2 separate regions of the Mus musculus genome follow, and region 2 is linked to region 1. A link is a contact called in public HiChIP or PLAC-seq data. All regions are on one chromosome and are shown on one strand. The core of a region is the stretch at or near the end of the contact, and the rest is flanking DNA. Distances in the headings are between cores, read along the strand shown. Region 1 has its middle 38 kb from the start of Otor. Region 2 has its middle 25 kb from the start of Dstn.

Region 1 (4,522 bases), core at 290-2,789:
AATCTTGAGTTCAAGCCTAGTTTAGACAACATAGTGGAAGGGGAGAGGGAGGAAGGGAAGGGAGAGAAGGAAGGAGGGAGGGGAGAGAGAGAGGGTGAGTGAGAGAGAGGAAGAGGAGGAGGAGACAAAGGAAGTGGAGGAGGAATGCAAAGGAAAAAGCATCAAAGGAAAAAATGAGAGGAGAAGGAGGCGGTGGCAAAGCAGAGAGAGGAATCAACTCAGAGACAAGAGTTCGTAGATAATCTATTCACAGTATCACATAATGACTCAATAACGTGAACCATTCCTGAACACGTGCACAGACGCATTCACCTCCATCAGCAACTGTATGCCATGCATGCTCTGCCCCAGACAGTACTTGGAACAAAGGCAAGAAAATGATAAAAATGACCTTTCTCCCAAACTCACTTCCAGTTCATTTAATATGCAATTATAAGCCCTTTCTCCACACGCAAGCACTGCCAGTAACCATTCAACCAAAGGTGGGGCCCTGGGACACAAAATGTATCAGTTGGTCTGGCTATGATGACCTGGGCGGAGTGTGGGGGAGGTGTGTGTGTGTGTGTGTGTGTGAGCATATCAAGTTCCCTTCCAAAGTGGCAGGGACTGATGTTGCAGGTCTCCAGGAGGGAGGCTCTTTTTCCAATGACAGAGTGGGAGTCACTTTCCCTGCCTGGGGAACTGAACGCTGGGATTGGAGCGTTAAGCTTGGATTGGAGGTAATGCACGGTGACTAAAACAGAGAGTGTGCGGGATGTGGGAGCGCTCTCAGAAGAGTTTAAAGGCTCCTGGCAAGTCTGACGTTCTGGAAACCACCCAGATTGTTTTCAACTTTTCAAAAGATGCATATTCCTTCTAAGAGGGAGAGTCAATACAGACTCAGAAACCATGAATGTTTCCAATCCTCATATGTTGGGGCCGGCCTGCGGCTCTCATGTCTGGGTTCGAGCCTGGAAGGCATCTTGGAACTGAAAGAAAAGAGGGAGCCTAGGCGGGTTGAGAAATAATGGAACCAAGACAACTAGTCTGCTCAAGGTTCAAATGTTTAATGGCGGACACGCTTTATAAAGGAAGAGGAAGGCCCATTCCTGCCAATCATCCTTGGAGCCTGGAACCAGCTGCAGGTGATGATGTGCAGGATAGGGCGAAGTCTCTGGAATAGATGGTGGGGGGGGGGGGGCGCCTCTCAGCAGGTAGCAGTATCTTGAAGAGGAACAGCGACAATGGCTGAACAATAGAGTGATCTAGGGAGGAAGGCTCCACCCTAGATAATTTCCTTAGTGGCAGCAAGGTCAGGTTCTGGCTCAGCCTTGCTTCAGGCTCGTGGGAGTATTGTTTTGCAAGAAAACAATACTACCAGCTGTCAAATCCATCACTCTTAAGTCATTTATGCTCTTGTTTTCACCTGGGGCATCTGATTTTGTGGAAGGGGGAAAATGGTTTCAGAAAGCCTGCCTGGTTGTCTATTTATATGCAAGTATAATTCTTTAGTCAGCCACCAGCCTGTGGTGCCCCCTAGAGTTTTGGTGAAATGTGTTTCTTACAAATCCAATGGTTTCCAATGGAGAATCACCTGGAGAGTCAAGGCCTACTGCACTCAGACCACACGTGTGCAGGAGGAGCGGTCATTGGTAGTTAAATGGTGTTATCCCTCTCTTCGTTCTTCCCCAAATGCTTTTACTATACGAAGGCTTTTGTCTTCCCATATAATTTTACATACTTTAAAAATTACATTTAATTTGTGTGTGTGTGTGTGTGTGTGTGTGTGTGCGCGCTTGCGTATGCATGTGTAGTGTGATGTATGTGTAGTGTGGTGTGGTGTGATGTGTATGTGGTGTGGTCTGTGTGTGATATGGTGTGTGTAGTGGTGTGTGTGTGTGTATGTGTGTGTGTGTGTGTGTGTGTGTGTGTGTGTGTGTGTATGTGTGTGTATTGTGTATGTGGAGTTCAGAAGAAAACCTGCAGGAGTCTAAGATCAATTGGCTAGGCAGAAACAGCATTTATCCATTTATCCATTTATCCATGCTAGCCTCCCACATATGATTCTAGAAGCAGTTTAGTAACTTATTTTATAATAAAAAAAAATTCTGGGCTTTTGACTGTAAACCAGTTTGGGGGAGAATTATCAAGTTAACATTATTGATTCTCTGATCCATAAAACAGTGCCTGTCTCCTCTGCTTTAGCTCTTCAGTTTCTCGCAGTAACACTTTGCATTACTCAATGTCTAGACCTTGGAAAAACTAGACCCCACACCCTCACACACATACTGATAAATATGTTTTTTAAAAGCATAGCTTCGGAAAAAATAGAGCAGCTTCTTAAACAATCAGATATGTATCTAAACATGATCTAGCCACAGTCTCCTAGAGCAGTGGTTCTCAGCCTGTGGGCCAAGACCCCTTTGGCAAACTTCTATCTCCAAAAAGTATTTAGATCATGATTCATAGCAAAATTACAGTTATGAAGTAGCAACAAAAAAAAACTTTATGATTAGGGGTCACTACAACATGAGGAACTGTATTAAAGAGTCATAATGTTAGGAAGGTTGAGACCCACTGTCCTAGAATGTCCTTGAGTGTCTTAGTTGGTGTTCCCATTGTGGTGATGAAACACCATAACCAAAAGCAAGTTGTGAAAGGAAAGTGTTCTTTGGCTCACACACATCATAGTCCATCACTGATAGAAGTCAGGGCAGGAGCCCAAACAGGGAAGAATCTTAGAGGCAGGAGTTAATTCAGAGGCCATGGAAGAGTGCTTTTTAGGGGCTCTTGTTCTCTCCCTGAGGTTTGCTCAGTCTGCCATCTTATAGAACCCAGGACCACTAGCTCAGGGGTAGCCCCACCCATAATGGACCTGACCCTCCCACATCAGTCATGAATTAAGTAAACGCCCTAATGGCTTGCCTACAGCCCAGCCTTATAAAAGCACTTTCTCAGTTGAGGGTCACTCCTCTCAGCTTGTGGCAAGTTGACATAAATCCTGCCAGCACCTAGAGAAATAAAAGCCTGTTGGCCATCAGAGCTGAGAAGCATTCGGGCGATCTCTAGAGCTTTTGGTTGTCTCTGTGCCCTCTGTCATCACCCCCTGAACACATCAGTCCTGTAAAAATTCTTGACTTTGATAGTCAGGAAGCCAAATTTAAGAGAAACTGCAATTCCAAATATATAAAGGAAAATCTGTTTTTTCCTGAGTTTAGTGGTGATAGCAGCATCAGGAGGCTAAGACTGGATGAATGTTAGTTCAATGCCACTCTGGCCTACGTAGTGAGTTTGAGACTATCCTGTACTGCACCACATATAACCTATGGAGGAGGAGATGGGGGAAAGCTAGTCATTATTTGTTGGGCTAAAAGCTCTTTGTACACATTTCTTTTTCTTTTCCTTTTTGCATACTAGCACAATACCACTGACTCATACATTGATTTTAGCTCTCAGTCCTAGGGCTATCAGTGGTGGTCTTCCTGTTAGCAGAGTCTCACGGTGGTTGGTGTAGGGGCCAGAGAAAGAGAGTGTGTGCATATGTCTCTCCTGGTCTCTCTCTCTCTCTCTCTCTCTCTGTGTGTGTGTGTGTGTGTGTGTGTGTGTGTGTGTGCTTTTGAAGCTGCCTGCATTCAGTCACGGAAATGCTATCGGGGTCACTGTAGCTGATCATAATCTCCTGCCAGAGACCCCTCCTATACACACCACAGTCAGGTGCTGGCTGCTTCCACACCCTTAATCACAGTGAAGATTAATGAACACACAGAGAGATCACGGCATTTTAACTTAAAGAAAAAACTTGGTGTGCACCATGAGAGATGGTTTGGGGGCCTCTGTACTGCAGAAGGGATGGGAGAAATGGTGTTTCTTCTCAAAAGGGAGGGATGAGGGGTTGGAGGAAGAGGCGACAAGAATAAAGGGATGGTGCAGGCTAGAGCAAGTGTCATGGAAGGTGGCCAGGATCAAAGAGAAGTGGCACTGCTATGACTCTACTGCAGTACCACTCCACGTCTGTGGACCTCTGCATATCTCTGAAACCTCCCACAAATGCAGCACATTGCTCACCAATGCACCTGCCAGTCAGCTTCTAGTGAAAGTTAAAAAAAAAAAAATGGTTGGGTCTCAGGCATTCTTGGGCAGAGTTGAGAGTAGGAGGCTGTCACTGCAGAAACCCAGAAACAATCTGTCGGAGCAGATTTTGGAACTCGGCCACCTAAAGCTCCCTGATCAAGCTGGTTTACTTGAATGCCTGGAAAGTGGGGTGGGATGGGAGAGACTGCAATGTAGTAGCCATGCTAGGCCATTGCATGTCCCTCCAACATTCCATAGGAACCGTACTGCATTTTCTCATCTACTGGTGGATAGAAAAGGAGTGTGAATCATTTGGAGCAAGGCTGAGACACTAAGTCAGCACGAGACATGGGGATTCCCTCCAGAAAAGCAGAGACATTAAAATCTGGAGGGAAAAATAGCAAGCTTGAGTCAATACAGCAAAGGGGATTTGTGTGCAAAACAGGAACTTAGAAAGGTTAATGGAAGCAGG
Region 2 (5,000 bases), core at 1,409-3,908, 770 kb before region 1:
CCCCTGATTGGTTGATTCTTTCATCCCTCTAATTTCAGTTTGGTTCCTTTTCAGAATCTCAGTTTCCTGCTGACTTTCTCCTTCACGCAGTTGAGTCTCTTCCCATGCTGCTGACTTTTAACATCTAGGTCTTGGGCTAGCGAGGTAGCTTAGTGGTTAAGAGCACTTGTTCTTACAAAGGACCCAGGTTTGACACCCAGCACCCACATGGAAAGGCACCAGGCACAAACACACACACACACACACACCCACACACACACACAGGTTTGACACCCAGCACCCACATGGAAGGGCACCAGGCACACACACACACACACACACACACACACACACACACACACACAGGTTTGACACCCAACACCCACATGGAAGGGCACCAGGCACACACACACACACACACACACACACACACACACAGGTTTGACACCCAACACCCACATGGAAGGGCACCAGGCACACACACACACACACACACACCCACACACACACACACAGGTTTGACACCCAGCACCCACATGGAAGGGCACCAGGCACACACACACACACACACACACACACACAGAGAGGTTTGACACCCAGCACCCACATGGAAGGGCACCAGGCACACACACACACACACACACACACACACACACACACACACACACACAGGTTTGACACCCAACACCCACATGGAAGGGCACTAGGCATACACACACACGCACGCACGCACGCACGCACGCACATATGTAAGCAAAAACATTCATGCACACAAAATAAAATAAATCTAAAGAATAATAAAACCTAGGTCTTGAATTGCTTTCTCTCATTTGTCTACTTGTTTGAATCCTCTCTGATGTTGCTGAGTTTTAGTGTTTTGGATTGGCTTCCCTGTATTCCAGTGTCTTTGGCTTCAGCTAGGGAGGCCTTCTGGGGGCTGTGGGAGGCATCGCGCTGGGTTTTTTGTGGTTTGTGTTTCTGTGTTGTAATTTGCACATCAGTTGGGATGAGTGTGTGGTTTTTTTTTTCTCATTCTTTTTGTTAGTTTTAATTTATATATAGATCTTCTTAGTGGTTGTCACTTTGACTGCAGGATCCTCACTACGAGTTAGAAGGGACGTACAGGTAGTGATAACTTATTTTCTTTGCTGATAAAATGAGCCAATCCAAGGCAGATTAAAATATACATAAATGCAGGTTTATTGAGAAACTGCTCTTGGGTGGGCCAGGTCACAGGCCCTAAGAGGAAAGAGACCAGACAGAGGGGAGGGGGAAAAAGGAAGAGAAAGTGCTCGTGCAGAGAGAGGAGAAAATGTCTGGATTATACAGGGAAGAGCATCTGTGGGAAGGGCAGCCCAGCCTCTGGGCTGGAGGTTTCAGGATTGAGGGCAGGGTTTTCCAGGTAGGGACTGAGGGATGCTGGGAGAACCCGGAGGCCAGGATTGCTCTGGTATGTAAAGTATGTACCTAGGTCCCTTGTCCTAGGTCTGAAACTAAACAGCAGTAATAGGAATACTGATTAGATCAAACGCAGTGCTGAGACACATCGGAAAAAAGGTTAGAGGCAAAAAGGGGGGCACTTCAGTTACATTTCCAGTAGGGCTAATGTGGTGACTGATCTTAATTACCAACTTAATAGGGTTTACAATGACCAGAGATACAAACCTCTTGGCACGTGGGTGAAAGACTTTTCAAATTAGGATTTTCTAAGCATGGATGGTGCCATACCATTCCTGGTTAGGTGTCCTCCATTGTGTAACAGAAGGAAGTTAGCTGACCACCAACATGCATTCCTCTCTGCTTTCTAACTGTGGGTGAAATGTGACTAGCTCCCTCAACCACTGGATAAGCCAACGTCCCTGCTGCAGTGGACTGCACCCTCAAACTGTGAGCCAAAGAAACTCCTCCCACCCTTGTTCTGACACGCGTTTTCTTACCACAGTAAGAAAAGTCATTGATAAAGTTAGGAAGCAGAAAGTGAGGATACACTGGGCTGTGGTGGCGCACGCCTTTAATCCCAGCATTTGGGAGGCAGAGGCAGGCGGATTTCTTAGTTCAAGGCCAGCCTGGTCTACAGAGCGAGTTCCAGGACAGCCAGGGCTACACAGAGAAACCCTGTCTCGAAAAAAAAAAAAAAGTCAGAATACTTTGATTAGCAATTGGTTAGCAACGCTAGGAAAGGAGGAGTCGGGAAAGAAATGAGACCAAGAAAGGGAAAGCACGTGGGTCACTGGGGAAGGAGCACAGCAGAATGACCGTAAAGCACAAGCTAGCGAGAAAAGACGAAGATGAAGTAAGTCAGCACACAGATGTGAAGACAAAAAAAAAAAAAAAAAGAAAGAAAGAAAGAAAGAAAGAAAGAAAGAAAAGGTACCGAGGAATAAAGAAATAAAGATAAAACAGAGTACAAAACTAGCCAATAGTTCTCTCCCTTGTAGGACAGTCTTCAGGTCTCCAGACTTCACTTTCTAACCGTACTTTACCGAGAACAGCTCTTTGTGCCTCAGGATTTCAAACAGGTTAGACCGGAATGGTTTGTGTGTGGTGCCCTGCTGGGGTTCAAACTGGTTAGACAGGAATGGACTGCGTGCAGACTACCTTCTGTTTCTCTCTTCAGCAGTTGATTTCCCAGGCAGCAGCCAGCCTGGGTTTTATGTTTGTTTGATTGATTGATTGTTTTAATTTTCACTTTTAACCACGTGCGTATGTGTGGATATGCGCATGTGCATGAGGTGCCCATGGAGTCCGGAAGAGGTCGGCAGATCCCCTGGAGCTGGAGTAACAGGCAGTTATGAGCCTTGAACATGGGTGCTAAGAACCTCCTCTGGGAGGGCAGAGCATGTTCTAATTGCTAAGTCATCCTTCCAGCCCCTCGGAGCCCGAGTTTCTATAAGAGTTTCCTAGCTCTAAGCAAAAGTTGCCCCCTGAAGATAATACCTTTCCTGCCAGCCACTGTCTTCTTTGTATGCGGTGTGGTCACATTTTCCTTGCCTGGATATCAATTTTCTTGCGTCTCATGGGTGGCAATAAGGCTGTATTTATCTTTGCGGTTGGTTTTCCTATCTGTCCAGAGTCCAGGCTGCTTTCTTAAGAGTTTCTGTAAGTTTGTTTGTGGGCACTGAGTTTATGTTCGTCAGCTTCTGTCGGTTGTTACATATTTAGTCAGTGGTGGGAAGGGGTGGGGGGAGCCCCACATGGGATGACATGTTACCGGGGAAGCTGGGGGTTCCTTTTTTAGGAAGCTAGTTTTGTTAATGAAATAATATATAAACAAAATTGAAATGAAGCATGAAGCAATTAGAATTTGAGAGGGAGAGGGAAAGAGAGAGAGAGAGAACCCTACAGGGTAGGCACGCTATAAACGTGGGCAGCCGCTGACAGGAGGAAGGACAGAAAAGGGAAGAGAAAGGCATGTAGTTCATAAGCAGCCGCGTGGCACCAGTGTACAGTGAGCAGCGTCAGAGAAGGAATGAGAAGCTCTGGGCACAAAGTGTGCCCAAGTTTGGACGAAGAGATAGGAATAAGAAAAAGAAAGGTCGTGCCTATCTGAGTCAGTTATGCTCAGCAATGTTCACTCTGGCGGCTCTGTAGCTGTCTGTGGGGACTTAATCTCATAAGGGGATAATTATTCCTCCCCTCTCTCCTCAACACAGCGTCAGGAGCCAGGGCATCAGCCTTCCTACCTGGTAATCTCTTGGCCTGGTGATCAAGAAACCTAGCTGGATTAACATTCAAGGAGAAGGAAACAGTTAAGAATGTTCTATCTAATCTGGAGAAGAGATCAGAATGCCATGCCCCTCCCCTGGGCCAGAGGTAGTTTCCATTCTTTTTTTTTTTTTTTTTTTGGTTTTTCGAGACAGGGTTTCTCTGTATAGCCCTGGCTGTCCTGGAACTCACTTTGTAGAGCAGGTTGGCCTCAAACTCAGAAATATGCCTGCCTCTGCTTCCGGAGTGCTGGGATTAAAGGCGTGCGCCACCACACCTGGCCAGTAGTTTCCATTCTTTAGACCACAAGGAAAGAGCATTCCCTTCATGGTCCTCAGCAAAGCCATGGTATCCATCCTTTATGGCCTCCAGTAAATACTTCTGTAACTGTAAGTGTTAGTATTTCTGAATTCTATCTCGTTTCTTGCCGTCTATTTATCTGTGGCATTTCTTTGCGTCACCCTGCCTCTCACTTCTTCCTGCTATCATAGATCCGATATTCTCTTAAACGTGTGCAGGAGAGTTTTTGTCTCTGCTTTACCGTCTTTCTTCTTCCTCTGTAGTCTTTGCAGTTTTATTCTAAAGCTTGGTTAAAGAAGTCTTCTCCGAGGCTGGAGAGATGGCTCAGTGGTTAGAACATTTTGCTATGTAATTGCGAGGACCAGAGTTTGGAACCTCCTGTGAGTGATCCCATGAACACCTGCAACCCTAGCTCCAAGGAGACCTGAGGGAGGAGGGTCCTTGAGGTTGGTTGGCTACCAACTTAGCTGGAAAAAAAATGCAAGCTCCAGGTTTAGCTACAGACCTGGTCTCAAAGGAGTACAGCAGGGAATGATGCAGGAAGACCCTTCCTGGCCTTGGCACACTCGAGTAGATACACTCAACTACACACACATAAGCATATACTACAAAGTTTGGAGCTGAGACGAAAGGATGGACCATCTAGAGACTGCCATATCCAGGGATCCACCCCATAATCAGCTTCCAAACGCTGACACCATTGCATACACTAGCAAGATTTTATCGAAAGGACCCAGATGTAGCTGTCTCTTGTGAGACTATGCCGGGGCCTAGCAAACACAGAAGTGGATGCTCACAGTCAGCTAATGGATGGATCACAGGGCTCCCAATGGAGGAGCTAGAGAAAGTACCCAAGGAGCTAAAGGGATCTGCAACCCTATAGGTGGAACAACATTATGAACTAACCAGTATCCCGGAGCTCTTGACTCTAGCTGCATATGTATCAAAAGATGGCCTAGTCGGCCATCACTGGAAAGAGAGGCCCATTGGACACGCAAACTGTATATGCCCCACCC

The links. HiChIP or PLAC-seq counts read pairs in DNA pulled down with a chosen protein or histone mark.
Region 2: an H3K27ac HiChIP or PLAC-seq map of embryonic stem cells shows a contact between it and region 1, with 6 times the contacts expected there. The contact joins two enhancer-like sites. A contact is called at or near these places in 3 of 115 datasets of contacts at active chromatin or transcription factors (astrocytes and embryonic stem cells) and 1 of 9 other capture datasets (embryonic stem cells).

Annotation. Positions count from the first base shown.
Region 1 is chr2:143,114,563-143,119,084 of GRCm38.p6, reverse strand. No RefSeq gene overlaps it. Among named protein-coding and RNA genes, the nearest start is that of Otor, 38 kb to the right of the region's middle. Within about 2 kb of position 1,539, at least 3 of the 459 cell types and tissues checked have an H3K27ac peak or open chromatin away from gene starts, as enhancers often do. A contact at or near this core is called in embryonic stem cells, where this site is marked.
Region 2 is chr2:143,887,754-143,892,753 of GRCm38.p6, reverse strand. It overlaps a transcript of Bfsp1 not described here. Among named protein-coding and RNA genes, the nearest start is that of Dstn, 25 kb to the left of the region's middle. Within about 2 kb of position 2,658, at least 66 of the 459 cell types and tissues checked have an H3K27ac peak or open chromatin away from gene starts, as enhancers often do. A contact at or near this core is called in embryonic stem cells, where this site is marked.